Regions from separate parts of the Capra hircus genome. Here region 2 is linked to region 1. The links are chromatin contacts, called in public Hi-C maps. All regions are on one chromosome and are shown on one strand. The core of a region is the stretch at or near the end of the contact, and the rest is flanking DNA. Distances in the headings are between cores, read along the strand shown. Region 1 has its middle 23 kb from the start of BRD2. Region 2 has its middle 38 kb from the start of BRD2.

The links. Hi-C and Micro-C count contacts between places; a contact is called where the count stands out from the background.
Region 2: a contact with region 1 is called in a Hi-C map of blood, with 7 times the contacts expected there. The contact joins two enhancer-like sites. A contact is called at or near these places in 2 of 5 Hi-C or Micro-C datasets (both in blood).

Annotation. Positions count from the first base shown.
Region 1 is chr23:41,377,536-41,382,398 of ARS1.2, forward strand. No RefSeq gene overlaps it. Among named protein-coding and RNA genes, the nearest start is that of BRD2, 23 kb to the right of the region's middle. Within about 2 kb of position 2,131, at least 1 of the 5 cell types and tissues checked has an H3K27ac peak or open chromatin away from gene starts, as enhancers often do.
Region 2 is chr23:41,438,629-41,443,491 of ARS1.2, forward strand. No RefSeq gene overlaps it. Among named protein-coding and RNA genes, the nearest start is that of BRD2, 38 kb to the left of the region's middle. Within about 2 kb of position 2,478, at least 1 of the 5 cell types and tissues checked has an H3K27ac peak or open chromatin away from gene starts, as enhancers often do.

The DNA of each region.
Region 1 (4,863 bases), core at 881-3,380:
CACACATCAAGTCAGTATTTCCTCTAAAACATACATAATAGGGATGTTCTGTGGACTAAAGAGATCACTACAATAAGCTTGACAGCATTGTCTCAGCTAAGCGTCAATTCCTTTTCCCTGGTTTTCTCCTTCTCTTTCAGCTTGCCCAGACTTAGCAGAAACAAGGCCCTTTCTGCTTGGTTTTCCACGTGGCTCTGAAGTAAGGCTGAACCGCGCTATTCCCACTTGCAGAGCTGCTCTCTGGACCTGCTTCTCGACCCCAAGCTGCTGCCTCGGTTGCTCATCATTCTTTACTTCATTCGATTTTTCCTCCTGGCTGAATCGTGGCTTACATCACGGTGGGGCTTGGCAGGGTCTATTTGTGAGATCAAAGGCAATGATGGAAGAGCCTAATCCTGGGACCAGCCTGAGGGGTGGGAGGTGGGCTTGAGAACAGCATGTCTGCGGGTCGGGTCATTGTGGTTGGGGTCAGATCCGGAATGGGGTGCAGAATTTTAAGTGGAGATATAAGCAAAGGTTCACGGCCAGTATCAGCACCAAGTCACTGACCAGACCTCAGGGACCGAGGGGCCAAGTCAGGGGAATTCCTTATGGAAGACAGAAGGTGCAGCAAGGGATCCAGTATAGGAACCAAGAGACATGTGTGTGTGTGAGTGTGTGTGTGTGAGAGTGTGTATGAGTGTGAGAGTGTGTGAGTGAGTGTGTGAGAGTGCGTGTGTGAGTGTGAGAGTGTGTGTGAGAGTGTGTGTGTGAGTGAGTGTGTGTGTGAGTGTGAGTGTGTGTATGTGTGAGTGTGTGTGAGTGTGTGTGAGTGTGTGTGTGAGTGTGTGTGTGAGTGTGTATGTGTGTATGTGTGTGTGAGTGTTAGTGTGTGTATGTGTGTATGTGTGTATGTGAGAGAGTGTGTGTGTGTGAGTGTGAGTGTGTGTATGTGTGAGTGTGTGTGTGTGTGTGTGAGTGTGTGTGTGAGTGTGAGTGTGTGTATGTGTGAGTGTGTTTGTGTGAGTGTGTGAGTGTGTGTGAGTGTGTGAGTGTGTGTGTGTGAGTGTGTGTATGTGTGTGTGAGTGTGAGAGTGTGTGTGAGTGTGTGTGTGTGTGAGTGTGTGTATGTGTGTGTGTGAGTGTGTCGGGGTGGGGCATGTTGGACGGCACTTGTTCTATCTCAAATCAAGAATGTAGAACGGCAGGTCGTGGTGGCCAGGAACCCAGAACAGCCACCCCCGCTTCCCATCACAGAGCAGGAAGTTTCACTCGGATGGAGATACAGGGCTTTCTGACCACTTAGAACTATCATCCTGTTAGTAACTTTTCAGCTTTCGTTTCCCTGGGGTTACTTAGAGTTAGAAACATACAAGCAGGCTTAAAAAACCATTGTTTTGTTTGGTTGGTTGGTTTTAAGAAAGAGAAGAAAAGGATGAGAGAAAATATGAAACTGTCTCCTTTTTTTCTGTAGCAAAGTCTGGAAAGCAAAGTCTAGACAGGAAGACAGGAAATCATCATTTTGGGAGGAACTCAGTGTCTCTACAACCTGCCTTTCTGGGGAAGCCCATTGCAGAGGCAGAAGAGAAGAAAGTATTGGTGGCTAGCCAGTGTTGTGTTCTCATGGTCCCAGAAATTATAAGAGCAATGATTCTGTGAGTACGGCTGATAGCATTTTAGTAATTCTGGTTTTTCAAACGAACACCCAGCACAAAAATCTTATTACTGGAGACGTAAATCCCTTTTCTCCTCTAACTTCTAATCAAACATTAGCTTGCTGCTTCTGCTGCTGCTGCTAAGTCGCTTCAGTCATGTCCGATTCTGTGCGACCCCATAGACGGCAACCCACCGGGCTCCCCCGTCCCTGGGATTCTCCAGGCAAGAACACTGGAGTGGGTTGCCATTTCCTTCTCCAATGCGTGAAAGTGAAAAGTGACTTGACAAGAATAGCTCTGTCCTCATCTGGCAGACGCATATGAGAAATATTTTATTGCATATCAACATTTACTTGCTATACAAGGACACACAAATAATTGAAGTTTGGCAAGGACAGTGGGTTCCTCTTACTTTGACAAGAAGCTAGTCTTATCTTGGCCATCTTAGGTTGAGGTGAGGCCCCCCTGGGGGTGACCGGCCCGGTACCCCACCAGGGGAGGTCACTGTTGTGGAGAGGAGGGCGCAGGCACCAGGGAAGGAGTCGGCTGAAGGACCCCGGAGACAACGTGTCTAGCAGAAGGACACGGTGTACGGAACCAGGGGTTTAGGCCACGTTAACAGGCCTCTCTGAACCTGTTTTCTCTTCTACGAAGTGCGTATAATAGACTCTAACGACCAGGAGTCGAATGCTAGGCACATCATGAGATGGAGTATGTAAGGGATGAGCGCAGAACCTGGACAGTGGTCCAGCCTGGTGTCTACCAGGTCTGTCTCCTTCACTTCCGAGTGATGATCACATCTCCCATTCCTGACGTGATCACCCATCCCAGTTTGCCCAGAGGACTTTCTCAGTTTTATTGCTAAAAGTTCCATGTCCACCAAACTCCTCAACCCTGGGCAAACCCAGGAGGGTTGTCTACCCTACCTTTACCCCACCTTAATGATGAGCCCGTCCTGACGTCAGCTCCCCACCTGCCAGCCCTAAGGCAGGGCCGGGGAGACTGTCTGGGGATCTATGCTGGGGCACGGTGATGGATGCGGATACCAAGGTGGTCTCATCACCGTTATTATTTGTTTAATATTTGTATATTTGACTGCGCTGGGTCTTAATTGCAGCATGCGGGATCTTTAGTTGCCAAGTGCAAACTCTTAGTTGCTGAATGTGGGATCCAGCTCCCTGACCTGGGGTTGAACCCGGGCCCCCTGCATGGGCAGCTTGGAGTCTTAGGCACTGGACCACAAGGGAAGTTCCCTATGGTTTGTTCATGCTTCAAGTCTTTCCCCAGGCACTGGGCAGGTTAAAGATCTAAAGAATAAGACATAGTTCCTACTTCACAAAGGAGCTGTGGGAAACGTGTCCAAGGGGGCAAAATTAAGGGGGAAGGAAGCTAGGTGTGAAGTGAAAGAGGAAGTGGCCGTCTGTGCACCGAGAGAGCCCTCGAAGGCTGGTGGGAACAGCCACGTAGACACTGTGTGAGGAGCCGCAGAGCTCGACGCTGCTGCTGGGGTCTGTGAAGTGCGTGAAGGAGGGGCCTGGACGGGGCTGCAAGCTCAGCAGGGCCCCTTGGAAGGCGTGTGCAGATGGACGTGTCATGGGGGATGGACAGGCAGCGTTATGTTCACAGTGGAGGTGACGAGCTGTTTGTGGACATTGTGTAGGACTTGCTGATGGTGGAAAGAGCATCTTCTGGGCAGAGAGAACAGCTTGTGCCAAGATCCAGTGGCAGCAAAAAGCTGGGGAGAATCTGGGAAGGTCTCTCTTTGGCTGAGTTGAGCACAGGGTTCAGAGGAGGGTGGATGAGGGACATAAATTTCTGGATGTAGCAAGGGCTGGAGCGAGGCCTTGCAACGGAGTTTAAACCTTAGAGGTAATAAGCAACACGACTGGATTTCTTTCCTCAGCGATCTCCCTGGCAGCAGCAGGGCGGGCAGGTGGGGGCCCACTCGGGGTAGACTCAGCGGCAACAGGACTGAGACTGCAGACTAGAAAGAAGGGACTTCCCTGGTGGTCCAGCGGTCAGAACTCGGCACTCGCACTGCCAAGGGCCGAGATTCCGTCCTTGGTCCAGGAACTGAGATCCTGCAAACCATGGAGCCCCCCCCAAAAAGAAAAATAACTAGGAAAGAGAGAGTTGTGACAGTCCAGCAGGAGGAGCACCGAAAGGGGAGCAGTGACAGAGGGAGGCTCGGGAGGCCTCACTGGCTGAGCAGAGCAGGGAGGCGGCAGGCTGCTCACCAGGCTCCGTCTGGCTGGAGCGTCCCGGGGAGTGTAGCGCGTTAGGGACACTGACTCGGCTATTGACCTGCTGCGGGATTGCTACTCAATGGCTCTGAGCCTCAGTTTCCTCATTTGTAAAAGGCTGATACGTATCAATTTGTGGGATTATTGTGAGGACTTCATTTTATTTACGTATTTTTTAAAGACTGACTGTATAGTTGATGTACATGTTCTGTTAGTTCCTGCTGTACAGCAGAGTGAATCAGGTGCTCATATACATACATCCACTCTTTTCTAGACTGTTTTCCTATACAGGTCTTTACATTGATTAAAGTTGAGGACTTCATTTTTATTTTTAAATTTATTTTTTTTAATTGACGTATATAGTTGATTTACAGTGTTGTGTTACTTTCGGGAGGTGTACAGCAAAGGGATTCACTTATTACATGAATCTACTCTTCAAATTCTTTTCCCACTTAGGTTATTGCAGAATATTGAGCAGTTCCCCATGCTATATGGTAGGTCCTTGTTGGTTATCTCTGGCTATCTATTTTATTTGTTTTTAAATATTTATTTATTTTTGGCTGTGCTGGGTCTTCACTGCTGCATGTGGGCTTTCTCGTATTGCCGCGAGTGGGGGTACCCTAGTGACGGTGCGCAGGCTTCTCATTGCAGAGGTTTGTCTTGTTGGGGAGCACGGGCTCTAGAGCAGGCTCAGCGGTGTTGGGCACGGGCCTGGCTGCCCCTCGGCATGTGGGGTCTTTCTGGACCAGGGATTGAACAGGTGTCCCCCGTGTTGCAAAACAGATTCTTAACCACTGGACCACCAGGGAAGGCTGGTTACCCATTTTAAATATAACATATGTGTACCTGTCAATCCCAAACTCTGAATCTATCCCTTCCCCCCTCCCATCAGGACTTCATTTTAAAGGGATTTTAAGTGTCTGGCACATTAACAAGGGGCTTCTGTACAAAGTGCTTGTTGCATAAATGGGTAACTCACAGAGACA
Region 2 (4,863 bases), core at 1,228-3,727, 61 kb after region 1:
GGCCTAGAGATTATTTTACTAAGTGAAGCAAGTCAGAAAGAGGAAGACAAATACCATGTGCTACCACTTATATGTGGAATCTAAAATAAGATACAAACGAATTTATCTATGAAACAGACTCACAGATACAGAGAATGGATGGATGGTTGCCAAGAGGTGGGCTTGGGAGAGGGACGGTTTGGGAGTTTGGGGTTGGCAGATACAAATTATTGTATATAGGATGGATAAACAACAAGGTCCTACTGTAGAGCCCAGGGAGCTATAGTCAGTATCCTGTGATAAATCATAATGGAAACAAATATAAAAAAGGAGGCATATATATAAACTCCGGGAGTTGGTGATGGACAGGGAGGCCTGGCGTGCTGCAGTCCATGGGGTTGCAAAGAGTCGGACACGACTGAGCGACTGACCTGAACTGATGTGTGTGTGTGTGTGTGTGTGTGTGTGTGTGTATGTGTATAACTGAATCACTTTGCTGTACAGAAGAAATTAACACAACATTGTCGAGCAACTATGATTCAATTGAAAAAAAAAAAGTGGGTGCTCAGGGTTTGTCTAATCAGTGAATTGATTTCCACTACGTCCATGCTTTCCCCAGAAAGATCCTTGTGATCAAGGCACCTCTTCTGGAAGGAGTTTCGCCAGAAAGTCAGGGAAATGGGAAAATGCTCCTGAGTTCAAAATGGCTCTTCTCTGAGCTGGGCCATGTAAGGTAGGAAGCAGTTGGGTGCTCTGTGCTGTGATTGGTGAGTGTAGGCTCAGAAACAAATCCCTACAAATTTTACCAATTTTATGTTTCAGTGAAAAAATGTTTTTATAGGGACTTCCCTGGCAGTGCAGTGGTTAAGACCCCAGGCTTCCACTTCAGGGGGCTTGGGTTCGATCCCTGGTCAGGGAACTAAGATCCCAAATGCTGTGCAGTGCAGCCAAAAAAAAAAAAAGGAAACAGTTTTTATGTAACATTTAATTAATTAGCCTGTATATCATGTAAATAATCTATCACCTCTCCCCAACTCTGAGCTTCCTTTAAGAACTTGCCATCTGAAGCCTTGCCATATCCTTTCATTTTCACTTTTCCATTCACTGTTCTTGCTTTTGTTTGCTTGACAAAGCTAATTCCTTCTGAAATTCTAGTCTAGCCTGGGGTGGGGCTTTGGTCTATGCTTGGTCATTTATGAAGGAGACGCTTACATTCGGAGGGTATGGGTGTGGTCTCAGCGGTGGAAATCAAGGGGGCAGGACCCCAGGGGAAGGAGGGAGAAGAGGCAGCTAATGAGTGCACCTCCAGTCTCCCTCGGGAGATCCCAGGCAAGCTTGCTCTGCCCTAATCTTACTGGGTTTTGTTTTATAGGGAAGGCTGTCCTCATTCAGATGGGGAGCTGAAAGAAAAATACCACGTAGATCTCCTGGGATCCAGCAAGCCAGATTACAAGGGGAGAGAAAGGAGGATGCGTGTGCTACACAGGCAAGCGAGTGGAGCCTGGGAGGAGGGCAGGATGATGGGTCACCTCCGGGACTGTGTGAGGAGAGTAAAATGCTGCATACAGCAAGTGCCAGAAAGGGGTGTGTGTGTGTGCCTGTGTGTGTGTGTGAGAGAGAGAGAGCTGGGCTTTTGCATTATATCTAATACAAGTGGCACAATGATTGGTTCTCTCCCTTCAATGTCTTCTTTGTTTTAAAAACTGAACTGGAAGCTGGGAATTGACTCTGAAGGTCATCTAGTCCAACTCTCAGAGCATAGCGGACATGTGTCTGTGTCCATGAGGGCAGACGCCAACGCTGTAGTCAAAGGTGTTGACCCCAAGTTTGAGGCTCTTTGGGCCCTTGAAGACGATGGGAATAAAACCAGATGCACCCCCCACCTGAAAAGAACACAACATTGTAAGCCAACTATGCACTAATGAAAATAAAAAAATGTAAAAGGAAAAAACGAGGGGAACACCAAGGATGTCCGGCAACCCCAGAAGCCGGAGAGAGGCAGGGAACAGATTTCTCCTTAAAATCTCCAGGGAGGACTAGTCCTCTCGGCAGCTTGATCGTGGACTTCTGGGCTTCTCAGCAGTGAGAGAATCAATTTCTGCTCCACCCCCCCTTTTTAAAGCGTCAAGTGCACCCCAGAAGGCTGTCTCCTCAGGGCCCCACGTTCCAGGCACTTTGCTTCCCTAGTGCACGTTCATGGGAAAGGAGCAGACAGGGATTGGTAGCTAATCTCACTGTTCATGTAGGAAAAATAATGTAGGGAAATTATTTTCAGATCATCTTCTCAAGTAATTCTGTTTCCGAAGTAAAATCAGATGGATCAGATGAGAAATGAGGGTGGAGTGGAACCTTGGTTGGAGTGCCTGCTATTCCCGGGAGTCCTCAAACTGCCCTAGGGCAGGGTCTGGGAGATTTCTTCTGGGTGTTGAAACCAAGCAGTGCCTGTGGGGCTTCCAGGCATGGAGGCCCTTCTTGTCTCCTGTTTCTTGTAGGCGAGACTCCAGCTTCCACAACCTACCCTGAGTTCCACTTCCAACAGCTGCTCATCACGGGAAGGGCAGCCAAGAAACAACCCGAGGCAAGATTAAAGGGACCTGAGGAGGTTAGGTCCTTATGATTACACAGTGGAAGTGAGAAATAGATTTAAGGGCCGAGATCTGATAGATAGAGTGCCTGATGAACTATGGAATGAGGTTTGTGACATTGTACAGGAGACAGGGGTCAAGACCATCCCCATGGAAAAGAAATGCAAAAAAGCAAAATGGCTGTCTGGGGAGGCCTTACAAATAGCTGCGAAAAGAAGAGAAGTGAAAAACAAAGGAGAAAAGGAAAGATATAAGCATCTGAATGCAGAGTTCCAAAGAATAGCAAGAAGAGATAAGAAAGCCTTTTTCAGCAATCAATGCAAAGAAATAGAGGAAAACAACAGAATGGGAAAGACTAGAGATCTCTTCAAGAAAATCAGAGATACCAAGGGAAAATTTCATGCAAAGATGGGCTGGATAAAGGACAGAAATGGTATGGACCTAACAGAAGTGGAAGATATTAAGAAGAGGTGGCAAGAATACACAGAAGAACTGTACAAAAATGATCTTCACAACCCAGATAATCACGATGGTGTGATCACTCATCTAGAGCCAGACATCCTGGAATGTGAAGTTAAGTGGGCCTTAGAAAGCATCACTACAAACAAAGCTAGTGGAGGTGATGGAATTCCAGTGGAGCTGTTTCAAATCCTGAAAGATGATGCTGTGAAAGTGCTGCACTCAATATGCCAGCAAATTTGGAAAACTCACAAGTGGCCACAAGACTGGAAAAGGTCAGTTTTCATTCCAATCCCAAAGAAAGGCAATGCCAGAGAATGCTCAAACTACTGCACAATTGCACTCATCTCACATGCTAGTAAAGTAATGCTCAAAATTCTCCAAGCCAGGCTTCAGCAATATGTGAACCGTGAACTTCCTGATGTTCAAGCTGGTTTTCAAAAAGGCAGAGGAACCAGAGATCAAATTGCCAACATCCGCTGGATCATGGAAAATGCAAGAGAGTTCCAGAAAAAAATCTATGTCATTTGACTGTGTGGATCACAATAAACTGTAGAAAATTCTGAAAGAGATGGGAATACCAGACGACCTGATCTGCCTCTTGAGAAATCTGTATGCAGGCCAGGAAGCAACAGTTAGAACTGGACATGGAACAACAGACTGGTTCCAAATAGGAAAAGGAGTACGTCAAGGCTGTATATTGTCACCCTGCTTATTTAACTTCTATGCAGAGTACATCATGAGAAACGCTGGGCTGGAAGAAACACAAGCTGGAATCAAGATTGCCGGGAGAAACATCAATAACCTCAGATATGCAGATGACGCCATCCTTATGGCAGAGAGTGAAGAGGAGCTAAAAAGCCTCTTGATGAAAGTGAAAGAGGAGAGTGAAAAAGTTGGCTTAAAGCTCAACATTCAGAAAACAAAGATCATGGCATCCAGTCCCATCACTTCATGGGAAATAGATGGGGAAACAGTGGAAACAGTGTCAGGCTTTATTTTTTGGGGCTCCCAAATCACTGCAGATGGTGATTGCAGCCATGAAATTAAAAGATGCTTACTCCTTGGAAGAAAAGTTATGACCAACCTAGATAGTATATTCAAAAGCAGAGACATTACTTTGCTGACTAAGTTCCGTCTAGTCAAGGCTATGGTTTTTCCTGTGGTCATGTATGGATGTGAGAGTTGGACTGTGAAGAAGGCTGAGTGCAGAAGAATGGATGCTTTTGAACTGTGGTGTTGGAGAAGACTCTTGAGAGTCCCTTGGACTCCAAGGAGATCCAACCAGTCCATTCTGAAGGAGATCAGCTCTGGGATTTCTTTGGAGGGAATGATGCTGAAGCTGAAACTCCAGTACTTTGGCCACCTCATAAAAGTTGACTCATTGGAAAAGACTCTGATGCTGGGAGGAATTGGGGGCAGGATGAGAAGGAAGAGGATGAGATGGCTGGATGGCATCACTGACTCGATGGATGTGAGTCTGAGTAAAGTCCGGGAGTTGGTGATGGACAAGGAGGCCTGGTGTGCTGCAATTCATGAGGTCGCAAAGAGTCAGGCACGACTGAGGGACTGAACTGAATCGACTGACAGGCCAAGCTTTCAGCCACAGAGCTTCCTGCCACCTCTTGGCCAGACTGGCCCCGGGGGCGGGGGGTGGGGGCTGCAGCAAAAGGCCCCAAATTCAGAGTCTACTCCTAGACCGGGACTCACTGACTCTCTTGACCCTGTCTCTCCCTCTTTTCCATTGCACACGAGGCTTCAAGCACCCCTGGCCAGACTGCATTGGGGCAGGGAATGAAGACATAAGTGACTTTCATTGTCACTTTCAAATGTCACTTAT